Regions from separate parts of the Danio rerio genome. Here all the other regions are linked to region 2. The links are chromatin contacts, called in public Hi-C and HiChIP or PLAC-seq maps. All regions are on one chromosome and are shown on one strand. The core of a region is the stretch at or near the end of the contact, and the rest is flanking DNA. Distances in the headings are between cores, read along the strand shown.

What was found. A called contact is a pair of places that touch in the nucleus more often than the background predicts. HiChIP or PLAC-seq counts read pairs in DNA pulled down with a chosen protein or histone mark.
Region 1: a contact with region 2 is called in an H3K4me3 HiChIP or PLAC-seq map of gastrula embryo, with 3 times the contacts expected there. The contact joins the promoter of sox12 here to the promoter of trib3 in region 2. A contact is called at or near these places in 1 of 18 Hi-C or Micro-C datasets (hematopoietic stem cells) and 2 of 4 datasets of contacts at active chromatin or transcription factors (embryo and gastrula embryo).
Region 3: a contact with region 2 is called in a Hi-C map of an unstated tissue, with 2.7 times the contacts expected there. The contact joins the enhancer-like site here to the promoter of trib3 in region 2. A contact is called at or near these places in 4 of 18 Hi-C or Micro-C datasets (caudal fin, embryo, hematopoietic stem cells and 1 more) and 1 of 4 datasets of contacts at active chromatin or transcription factors (embryo).

What each region holds. Positions count from the first base shown.
Region 1 is chr11:26,240,251-26,244,123 of GRCz12tu, forward strand. sox12 (SRY-box transcription factor 12) reads right to left here and starts at 2,525. Exons shown (of 2, transcript NM_001030278.2): 1 at 2,286-2,525; 2 at 1-1,875. The coding sequence starts at 1,824. The coding sequence ends at 715. It also overlaps a transcript of pnp4a not described here.
Region 2 is chr11:26,107,983-26,112,103 of GRCz12tu, forward strand. It overlaps trib3 (tribbles pseudokinase 3), which reads right to left and starts at 1,514. Exons shown (of 4, transcript NM_212869.1): 1 at 1,440-1,514. It also overlaps a transcript of pnp4a not described here.
Region 3 is chr11:26,304,993-26,309,188 of GRCz12tu, forward strand. LOC141376608 (a long non-coding RNA gene) reads right to left here. Exons shown (of 3, transcript XR_012387166.1): 2 at 1,804-1,999; 3 at 1-1,674. It also overlaps a transcript of pnp4a not described here. Among named protein-coding and RNA genes, the nearest start is that of pnp4a, 33 kb to the right of the region's middle. Within about 2 kb of position 1,754, at least 6 of the 62 cell types and tissues checked have an H3K27ac peak or open chromatin away from gene starts, as enhancers often do.

The sequences.
Region 1 (3,873 bases), core at 1,275-3,774, 130 kb after region 2:
GTGGGAAGATTTCACTCATCTTTTCTGCCTCAGTGTTTTAGGATATTAATGCACCAACACTGTCAGCCGACATGTGCACAACTTTGAAGGAAATTATATTTGATTTAATAAAGATTAAGAGTTTGTGTTATGAGCAGTCTTGAAGATGACAGTGCTGCATATAATGGGGCTAGTTCACAGAAAAACGGAAATTGTCATCACCCATGGCCTTCTGTGGACTATAAAAGATGAGGGTTTTGTGGAATGCTCACACATTGAAAGTTGGTAGTGTCCAGTGTAGTTTTGGCCCATTAATTGGACCAAAACATCTGACACGTTCTTCAAATGTTAGCATTTCGTGAAGAAAGAAAGTCATGCAGGTCAATAAACGATGACAAAATTGTCATTTTTGTTTGATCTTTGCTTCCCATTAAGATACTTGGAGTTTAAAAACAGCTGGTGAGAGACATTTTCTCCAAGAATTACACCCTGCTGCTTCTGAAGTGTTAAACAAAATCTAAATGTCTTCTCTGACGAACAGCTCTGCAAACCCCTGTGTGTGTGTTCGCTAAACCAACAAGATGTGACATGCTTGGAAAGGAAAGCAATAGCACTTACGGAATTCATTGAGAAAAATAAACACATGGAAAAAAAGGAATTGTCCAAGTACAACATGGACAACATATTTTCAACTTGGCAGCTATGCAGGCCTGACCACATTACGAAGACTCAAATTCAGTAGGTGAACACTAGGTCTGAGATGCTGGGCACGAGCAAGTCCCCAGAAATCATTTCATTCACCTCTGGAGTGCAGTAATCTGGGAAGTCAAAATGAGATCCTGAGTTGGCGTTAAATGCTTCAAAGTCCTTGTCCAGAGCGGAACAGTCCATAGGCATACTGTTGGAAATTATATGCAAGAGTTCCTCGTCCAGTTCCTCATCCGAACATGCTGACGACACCAAAGAGGAGGAGCTGGTCGAGGTCGGAGTGGAAGATCTTCCAGATGTGGACCCTCGTGGTTCGCTCGTCGTGGACTCTGGGAAAGCCTGGCATTCGCTGTCCGAGGAGAGACTCTGGATGCTGCTGGTTTGAGAGATGGGCACTTTCACTCTGAGCTCAGGAATTGGTTGCTGGTCCTCAGATTGAACAGTAGCCTGCTGGTGAAGGACAAAGTGACTTGACGTGTTGCGATCGTCTTGCTGAGTCACTGGACTTTCTAGGTTTACATCCATGGTGTCGTCGTCGCTCATGCTCTCACTGTAGCTCTTGTATTTATTGCTACTAAAGTTCATTTTATGCTTTGAAGAAGCAGGTTTGATCTTAAGCCCTTTGCAGGAGAGCCCGGAAGATCTTCCTGGAAGGGGCTTGCTGGATTTCATAGGCAACTTCTCACCAAGTTTGACAGGGGTTGAGCCCTTGCTTTTCTTCCTGGGCCGGTACTTGTAGTCAGGATAGTCAGCCATGTGCTTTAGACGCAGTCTTTCGGCCTCTTTGATAAAGGGTATCTTCTCATAGTCAGGCAGTAGTTTCCAGCGTTTCCCAAGGCGCTTTGAAATCTCTGCATTGTGCATATCAGGCCATTGCTCCATGATCTTCCGTCTCTCAATCTGAGACCAGACCATAAAAGCGTTCATTGGTCTTTTGATGTGCCCAGTTGGAGTTTTGCACCAGTTGGGGTCTTTGTTAGAAGGTACATGTCCAAACACCTCGGCATCGTCCTCAGCCGCCAGTCCCACAAACACCTCCCTGCTTGAATTGCTGTCCATGACTGACGAGTATTTGTGGGTTCTTTGCTGAACCATGATGCAGCGCTGAGATCTATTCAGTAGGTTCCCTAGAGTCATCCATGACGAGACACTCTAAGATGCAGCAACTCACCAATTCCAGCTTTTATCCTGAAATAGGGACAGATATGCCTTCAGTGACCTCTTATAAACTTGTTTGTTAAATATAAATGACATTGTGCTGATTTCTTAAGATGTAATATGTGTTGTGTGTTGTTATACACAGTACCAAGTGTTTAATAATTGTTTATGATAATATTAATGATAACAAAAATATATGTAAACGTATAAAATGCACACTGTAAATGCACACAATGTATGTAAACATTTATTTCTGATAAGTTTTAATATTACTTTATTATAGTACTACTTTTTAAATATACTATCACTGTACTACATTAATATTGCTACTCTTGTTACTATATATATATATATATATATATATATATATATATATATATATATATATATGTACACATATAATTATATATGTAATTTTGAGATAAATGTTTGGTACTTACAATACAAGCGAAGACAGCTTCTGCTTACTATGCACAATTACTTTTTCTCTTCATATAAGCATTTCCTCTGCTGTAGCAGTTGTGGTGCAAGTCAAAAAAAAAGCTGTCCAGCGTCTGCCTGCTGTTTTCTTCCTCTGTCCCGCATGCGGATCCTCTCTCTCAGACGCTCTCTATCCTCTCCGTCACTCTCTCTATCCTCGTCTGCCGTTCCTCCTGCCTCTTTGTAGAGACGCCCCCCCTCGTCTGCTGTTTTATAAACCCACACTGTAAACAGCTCAACCTTAGCAGACACAGTCTCCTCCCCTTCCACCCACTGCTCTGTGTGTCGTGTGTTTGTGTGCATGTGGGTGTGTGAGTGTCAAGGATGGGGGGGTGAAAGTTTCCATGCAGTGAGGCACAGCTACAGTGCAGCGGATGGAAAGAAAGAGATGCTAACTGAGGAGGTGTTAAATGCTACAAGCAAAAACTTAAATTAGGACAAGACCTTCAAGGCAGTCTGGCACATGTAGAATCATGTTTTCATCGGTTTGTGTGTTGTAGTTTTTGATTTGCATTGCTGGAACTGGCACAACTGCAGGCATGGATACAGTGTTGGCATTTTTAGCTTTCTGATGCACAATGCATAGAAATATGAAAGTAAACATTTGATTCTGTTTTATAACTAACTTTTTTAGTTTTGGGGCTCTTTAGTTTTGATTGTCTTTGCCTTGATTTATTACAGTAAATTAATATTAAAATAAATAAAGGGAATAAGCCGAAAAGAAAATAAACGAATGAATGAATAATATTAAAATAATAATAATAACAATAATATATAAAATATATTATTATTATTATAACAACAGCAATTATCAGTATAATTCAAATAAATAAAATAATATTTTAGTTTCTATCACAATTATATAAAAGTATAATGTTAATAACAATTATTGTTGTTTTTGTTATTATTATGATACTACTAATAATAATAACTAATAACTACTAATTAAAATAAGCAATTTAAATATTATTAAGCATTGTTTTTATTGTGATTTTTTTATATTGATTTTATTTACCTATAAGAATCTCTATATGGGCCATTTATTCAACCTAGGCTCATTATTGATTCATAACCCTCTATACAGATATTTATATCCCTATATACGCAGTGTACACTTTTTCAGATCTCAAATTTTTCTCGCGAGTGCCATTTGTGTCTGCTGTTTTTGCATCAATCCACCAGAGGCCACTGTCGACTGACAGACATCCGACTGACCAATCACCCCACCCACCCCTTCCCTAAACTCAACCGATAGTGTTTTCAAAAGCACCGATTGACCCGATCAACCACTTCCCTCAACCCAACCAATAGTGTTTTTAAAAGCAATGATTGACCCGATCAACCACTTGCCTAAACCCAACCAACAGTATCTATAAAAGCAATCCAGAAAAAGTAAAGCCCTTGCGGCTACCTAACTTTTACCATGTTTTCAGATCTCACCATGTTCTCACCACATTATTTAGTTGTTTATTTTATTTTTTTTGGCTTTTGTTTTTGTTTTACCTGCTTTCTGGAACCTTGCTTCCCCAGACTTGAACCCCATCGTTG
Region 2 (4,121 bases), core at 264-2,763:
ACCCTTAAATGTGATTATTCCTGTTGACAGACACTCAAATGTAATTTAGATATATGAAATACATATTTTACATTTCTTTTACACTAATGTATGAAGACTTCAGATGCAAAAACCTCTAAGTGCCGTCTGAAACTTCAGTCGAAAATGATTTTTTCTCAGCCTCTTTTGCTTGTGTTATTTCACAATAAAGACCAGGAAAAGAACTTATTTTTGTCATCCTAGTATTCAGATGGCAATTAGAGGTTTTTGCATCTGAACTCTTCATATATTTATTTATTTATTTTACAACTTTTATGCTCTGAACACATGCCCAGAGCAAGAAGCACCCTGTTGGCCCAGAATGTTCCTGGACCCCAATTTGAAAAGCCTTTGCTTAATCAGATAGTCAACTTAAAAAATGTTTTCACCTTTAAGTAACTTCAAATCTTTCTGAGTTTCTTTCTTGTGTAACAAAAACAAGAGGATTTTTGAACAAAGCTGAACAAATGCAACCATTGACTTCCACAGCAGGAAAAATACTATGAAGGTTACAGGTTTTCATCTTTCTTCAAAATACAAGATATAACACAAGAGATAAGCTCATTCATATATAAAAACAATGAAATATTAATAAATGATTACAAACTTCAGACTTTTAAGTGAACTATTCTTTTTAGAAACCAATAAACACGAGTCCATTCACAAAGGTGACATGAAAAAAAATGCCAAACTGAGTACTTTTGAGTGTTGCACCACACTTGAACACTGAGTAACCGTGGGACATTATCTCAAACAAACTAACTAACTAAACAAGAACGGGAGGTTCATTAATGTTGTGTAATGAAAGGAGGTAATTTAAAACTGCTGAATGACTATGTGATGAGGAGTGCTGCTTGATCATACTGACTCAAGTTCCGTTCGAAATGTTGCTCGGCGCCTGTGACTCATACAGTGTTTAAGTTATTACACATTCAAGCGTACGTCATAAAATGACGTAGCCAAGTTTCTTCCACTTCAGTATTGTTTAAACAAAGTTTATTTATGTAGGCTATTAAAACATTGTGTCAGAATTCATAAGAATACACTAAGTAAACAAAAGCATGTGTGAGGTCAAATGTAACTTGAACCAGGTCACGTCGGACTCGAACCTAAAATTCCAAAGCCAGCATTTATCAGCGTATGTGTAAACCAATAGGTTACATCATACAAATATTTGTTCTCCAAATTACAAATAAGTGTAAATACTTTTAAAAGACTTAATGTTATTGTGTGAAGTGCAAGTTCACAAAGTTCAGCTCAACGCTACTTTTTTTATATAATCTTCAACCACACAAAGTCTTTCTTAATAATGTTTTAAATGGGAAAGTTGATCATTAATTGACTCAAATCTTGGTTGGAAGCACCAAGTCGTGATTTACAGTTATTAATGTGACGTTTGAAGGTTCACAGGAGTGACTTACCTCGCTGCTTTAGACAAAGGACCCGCTCCTCTCCAAAACAGAACAATGAAAACTACAGGCGCACTTAGTTGTGTCTACTTGTCAGAGAACATTTCCACCGGCGGAAAAAAAAACATTAAGTATTATGAAAGGAGCACTTGAAAACTTTCAGCTGTAGTTAATAAGATTTTTTGCATAAGACCGAAAAGTCGTCCCCAGTGAAAGGAGAATAAATATGAGTCAGTTTGAAAGGACACGCGATTTGTAAAGAATCCACGTTTACTGCGTTTTGCAAGATATTCGTGCACGTTTAGCTTCTTTTCGTTGTTATTATGTCTTCTTCTTTGTCTTGTGAGTTGAGCAAATTGATACTTGTGAGTCTGGCGGCAACCCCAAGAGCTCTTCAGTTGTTGGCACGGATGTCTTTGTTCCTTATTCCCGCTGAATGAACGCGTCCTGCATGGACAATATTTCCCTGGCTCTTGCTGATGGTGAAACGTCGCTCTGTGGTCGGATGGAGTTGGAGATCATTCGCGATGAGTTTCGGGTTAATAAAACTTGATACGACGTTCTTAAACGCAGTTAACTGTAAGTTTAGCCATACGACAAAACAAACAAGGAATAGTCTGAAGAAAGTTATAACTAGAGGACGCGTCCGTTTTGGTGACAGCCACAAATGGAAAAGTAATCCTGTAGTTGGTCTTTTTGATTGATGCCGAAATAAAGGTCCCTTTAGTGATGAGATCACAAATCAGACGTGGCCCCTCAGCCTGAACGTCCGACTGTAAAGTCTCAATTCGGCTGGGCACGTCTAATATGCTCAGTGTGTTACACCAGCCTGACTCGATGATGCTGTTCTTAGTAAGATTGCGACATCCTGACTCCGCCCCCTCTGGTCTGACGACATCGAGTACAGAGCTTCGCAATAGTATGCACTACTGTTGAAGTTTGCTAGGGGAGGATTGCGAACACAAAGCGTGGCGTTTAATGGAGAGGTTTTAGCCGGTTTTAAACAGTAAACACGCCGAACTGACCATAAAAGCTCGACTCTGTGGAAAAGCACCGAGTATTTTGTGCACACATGTGCTGTTGATAGATTGAAATTGAACAGCGAGCTAGGGAACATAACGAAGGAAATAATGTGGTAATGTGTTCGTGAAAGGGTAACCCGTGTTATGTTGCTGTTTAAACGTTATGTTTGTCCTTTTTTAGCCGTTGTGAAGATTAATGCCCCACCCCTGTGTATGACTCAATACCAATGGTGGTGTTACACATCAAGTGTTTGTCAGGCTGACATGCAGGTAGATGTCTGATAAAGAGAAACATATACCTCATTGGAAAGATGGGCTAATAGATGTTATATTGATGTCAAATTGAGACCTCGTTGAAATGCAAATATAGCCTATTAATCAGACATTTTATTATGATTTATTTAATATACACTTTTAAACTCTTAATCAATGTAAACTTTCAAAATGTGCAAAACAGATTGACTGACATGCTTTTTAAACTATATAAATTCTGGTTATAGCAGCTGCTAAATATTTCTTATAGACGCCATGCTTTGTGTTGCAATCCATCTCTTGCGAACTTCATCAGTAGTGCATACTATTGCGAAGATCTGTACTAGATGTCATCAGACCCGATGGCGACATACAGGTAGATAAATCTGGAACAAAACAGAAAAATATGCACCCTAAAGGAAAGAAAATATGCTGTGCCTCATTTCAAAGCTGCACGCTTTATCAGCTGTTTCACTGAAAAGTAAAAATGAAATGATTGTAATGTACACCTCAGGAATGGCAGTACATTTCTATTAAACATTCTTGATGACATATGCGGGTGAAAATGTGACCTTCTGCAGGTCCTAGCTTTGATGCAGACAAAGCTATTGTTTATTCTGAAAGAACACACTAATTTGAGCGAACCAAGTCAGACATTTCAATGATAACTCAAACATTGTTTGTTAAATTCTCCCCAACCAATCATAATGTTAACTACAATTTTACTTGCAACTCATTTAAACCTCCTCAAAGCAATTCAAATTTCCTTGCTGCAATCATGTTTAGTGAACTAATAACAGTTTATACGAAATCTCAACCTAATTACAAGTTTTTGCAAATGCAAGTTGTTTTATTTCTAACCTATTTTCCGTTTTAGGCTGTATTATTGCTGACGTTCTATTTATTTGCTACACTGGATGTTTACTCTTTCACAGATGACCTACAGTAAGCAGGTTGCAGTGACAAACGCTGTAACCCGAGGCAGGGTGCACCAGGCAGTCGGCAGGATGCCTCCACAACGCTCATGGTTTCAAGTTGAGTCAGAGGTTTCGTGTGTGGGTGGAAAGAGGTTTCCTGGGCTGTTCCACCATCAGAGGCCTGAGTGGGAGACCAACCACTCCTTAAAATGGAAACATTTCTGCTGCACGGTGCGTTTTAGTATTCAATCTTGCACCTCTGCTGCCCAAAAGACACCATATGCAATTGTTTAAAATACACCAAATTAGGCAGATGGATATTTAAGGGGTTTTCGTTTAATTTATTCCTCTGATTTTGTAACCATGGATGAGTCACAACATATTTATATATATTACCATCTGAAAGTGAAAAGTGTAGTCCAGTTCCTCTCCATATTTACAGAGAGGGAATTGTTAGGCTGAATATGACTCTATTTCCAAGAAATCTCCTTCCTGTCTGTGTC
Region 3 (4,196 bases), core at 504-3,003, 200 kb after region 2:
CCCTTACTGAGAGCTCCTCTCAGCGCGAGCTCTCCCGGCTAAACACATATTGCGAGGGCTCAAACGGAGCAGTGCTCGTAATGTCGAGTGAAAAATAACAAAGACAGCTGTAAAACACAACCAGCTTTGTCTTTTTGTAGGAAACACACTTTAGATCTTTTTAGGGTAAGAGGTTTTTGAGTTATTGCCGTCTGTAACTGAATGTGTGTCAGGAATATCGAAAACAAAACCAACTGAACTGCGCTCATTTCTGGCGCCCCCCTGGCGCTATGGCTATTTGCCTATGGTGCCTATGCCTCGGGCCGGCCCTAAGTTGGCTGAGTGTTGTAAATACTTGTGCTCACCTCCCTCGCGACAGAGCGCATTAGAAATAAATGACGTCAGTACATAATAACCGGTTATGATTAATACTGAACTGATGCCGAATTGTCCGTGTCTGCATCGCGGTGCACCTAATAAACAATTAATTTTGACACCCCTAATTAAGAGAGCAAAATGTTGACAATAAAAGTAATCTCACGTGTTTATAGTTGATAAAAAGACTTGTTAGAGTTTCATTTTCATTTTCATTGAAGATTTAGAAGATTTTCATGTAATGCTTTGAGTTTTGGTTGCAGAAGCACCCATGCTTTGGGTGTTGGCAGCTTAATAGGAAAAAATACAGCTTGTTGCTTTGCTCAGTGAGCAATAACTGTCCTAAAATTAGCCATAGCGCACTGCTACGCGTTTAATTTTGTGTTTATACAACAGTTCGACAGCATAATTGTGTATTTAAAAAAGAAAATCTAACACAGAGACTTAAAACCCTTTGTACGTGGAATTACTTTTTTCCGCCCTTTCAATTTGAATGATTCTCTAGCGTAATGTCTAAAGTGATGAAAAAACAGGTGATTTTGCTCACATTAGTTTTGCATCAAATTAGTTCTGAGATCAGTCTGTAACTGTCTGTAACTCATGAAATACGCTTAAAAATGTCTCATAGTTTTATTGTGAATTTTCTAAGAGACTTCAAAATTCAAATTTTCTATGAGACTTCAAAATATACGACACATAATAAACATAAACGATATTATCAGACCTTTGAGTTAAAGTTAAATAAAAATACAAATGTATTTCAACTTTTATTTGATAAAATTATGTTGGAGCAGCTCAGCTGCATTTAATTGTGTAAATAGTTGTTTTGTAGTTGGTGCTAAACAATTTTATTGGATGTAAATTCTGCCCTCAATTAAATTGAGTTCATCCAATGAGTTATTTTCTTGAGTGTACATTTTATAAAGGGCTGTTAACAACCTTCCAGTAAATCAATAAAAATTTATATGAAATATGACTTACTTATATTAGACATTTGTCTAATTTTACCATTAGATTTCAAAATATACAAAATAACAAATAATTCAGTAAAATAAAGACATTTATTTAACATTTAATTAAAACGTTAAAATCTCACTCTGCTTTTTCTGGTATTCTCTATATGTTGACCTGTAAAGTGTGCTTAAACTTGTAATCTTTCATATAATTTCATTGTAAATAAGGCTGTTACCAACCTTGCAGAAAATCAATAAAAACTTCAATTAAAAAAAAGATGGCAGGGCTCCAAGTGTCCTCCTCCTCCTCCTCTTTAAAAGCGGGCATTGCCTCTTCCCCTCCTCCGTCTGCTCCCCCTTCGTTCCCCTGCAGCCAAAAGTGGGGAGACGAGGGGGATTTGGAAGGGAATTGGGGCAGATAGATTGTGAAAAGCGTGACAGCTGGAGCAGACCCTGGGAGGCTCCGTCTTGTTAATCTATGCAGTGTTTCACTCACCTAATTGTTCCCATTTCAGTCTGATCAGCAAAAGAGCCGCTGAAATATCGGATGCATGTGTGAAGCTTCTCTGCCGCTGTTATTGAACCAGCGCTGTCTTTAAAGGTGAGCTAGACCGCAGCTTTACTCCCCAGAGTCGACTGGGTTTGTGTGGGTCACCGTCAGGGTGTGATGAACTCCCCCTCCAGCCCACAGTCTGAACCAATATGAAAATAAAAAAACAAAAGAGTAAATACCAGAGTCGTGTGCCGTTCAGAAGTGCATTGACATTTGCGATGCTGGATTTTAATTGTGATTGGAGATAGAATGTCTAACACCTCTTTTGTAGGAGACTTCAAGCCTTTTAATAAATGTTATACATTCATTTTTGGCTAAAATTAAATAATAATATAAACAATGTTCATATGTGACCCTGGACCATAAAATCAGTCATAACTTATTTCTCTTTAAACATCAGTATCACAGTTCATCTATATACATCACCTGAAAGCTGAATAAATAAGCTTTTCAATGATCATTGGTTTGTTAGGATATTAGGAACTATTTAAAAATCTGAAATCTGAGAGAAAAAATTCTAAATATTGAAACAAAGTGTCTTTAAAGTTGTCCAAATTAAGTTTTTTTTTATTTAAATTGACAAAATATCTTCATGTAATATTCTTAAAATTGTATTTTTGGCTATTAACATACAAAATATGAGTAAATAATATTATTAAATTAGTGAAGCAAAAATGTTTAACATTAACACGATATTTATTGTAAAAATGTAATATCATAATTAAAATATTATATTATTTAATATTTGCTATAAGTTGTGTGTGTGCATATATATATATATATATATATACAGTTGAAGTCAGAATTATTAGCCCCTCTGAACTCTTAGACTCCCTGTTTATTTTTTCCCCAATTTCTGTTTATCGGAGAAAAGATTTTTTTTTTAACTCATTTCTAATCATAATAGTTTTAATAACTCATCTCTGATAGCTGATTTATTTTATCTTTGCCATGATGACAGTAAATATTATTTGACTAGATATTTTTCAAGACACTTCGATACAGCTTAAAGTGACATTTAAAGGCTTAACTTGGTAAATTTGGTTAATTTGGCAGGTTTGTTCTGTAGACAGTCGGGGAAAAAATTGCTTAAAGTAGCTAATAACTTTGTCCTTAAAATTGTATTACAAAAAAATTATAACTGCTTTTATTCTAGCTGAAATAAAACAAATAAGACTTTCTCCAGAAGAAAAAAATATTATCAGACATACTGTGATGAATTTCTTGCTCTTTTAAACATCATTTGGAAAATATTTAAAAAAGAAAAACAAATTCAAAGGAGGTCTAATAATTATCATATATAATTCATAATATAATATTCATTAAATCATTTTCTTTTCGGCTTAGTCCCTTTATTTATCTAGGGACGCCATAGCGGAATGAACCGCCGACTTATCCAGCATATGTTTTATACAGCGGATGCCCTTACAGCTGCAACCCATCTCTGGGAAACATACACACTCATTCACACTTATACACTATGGACAATTTAAGTTACCCAATTCACCTGTACCGCATGTCTTTGGACTTGTGGGGGAAACCGGAGCACCCGGAGGAAACCCACGCAAACGCAGGGAGAACATGCAAGCTCACAGAAACGCCAACTGACCCAGCCGAGACTCGAACTAGGGACCTTCTTGCTGTGAGGCGACAGCACTACCTACTGCGCCACTGCGTCACCTATAATATAATATAATATAATATAATATAATATAATATAATATAATATAATATAATATAATATAATATAATATAATATAATATAATATAATATAATATAATATATACGATGCAGGTCGAGTGCCTTATCGTCCCACCAGTGATGATATACATTCATATCCCACTGCTACGAGTGTGATCTTGTATTTAGACAACAGTTTGATAGCCTAATCGTGTTTATAAAAAAAGAAAATCAAGCACGTAAAATTCCTTTTTTACGAGGAATTACTTTCTTCCCCCATTCTTTCACATCTGCCGCTAACGTCCGATCAGTCTTTACCAACGTCATTTTAGAGCTAGTATTTAAATGATTCTCTAGGGTAATATCTAAAGTGATGACAAAACAGGTGATTTTGCTGACATTTTAAGATTATAAGGCTGAACAGTATGAAATGGCATCAGTCTATAGAGATTTCCCTGTATTTTTCTGTTGTGATTGAGAAATCATAATAAATAACTCCAAAAAAGTCAAAACAACATAATCACTCCCAGATAACTGTTGTGTTTGCGATAAGGAAAAACACTAAACACATGCGGACATTTCTTATTTATTTGTTTTTACTGACTAGTCTGCAGTAAAGAAAACAGGAGACTCATTTTAAACAAACAGATGCCCA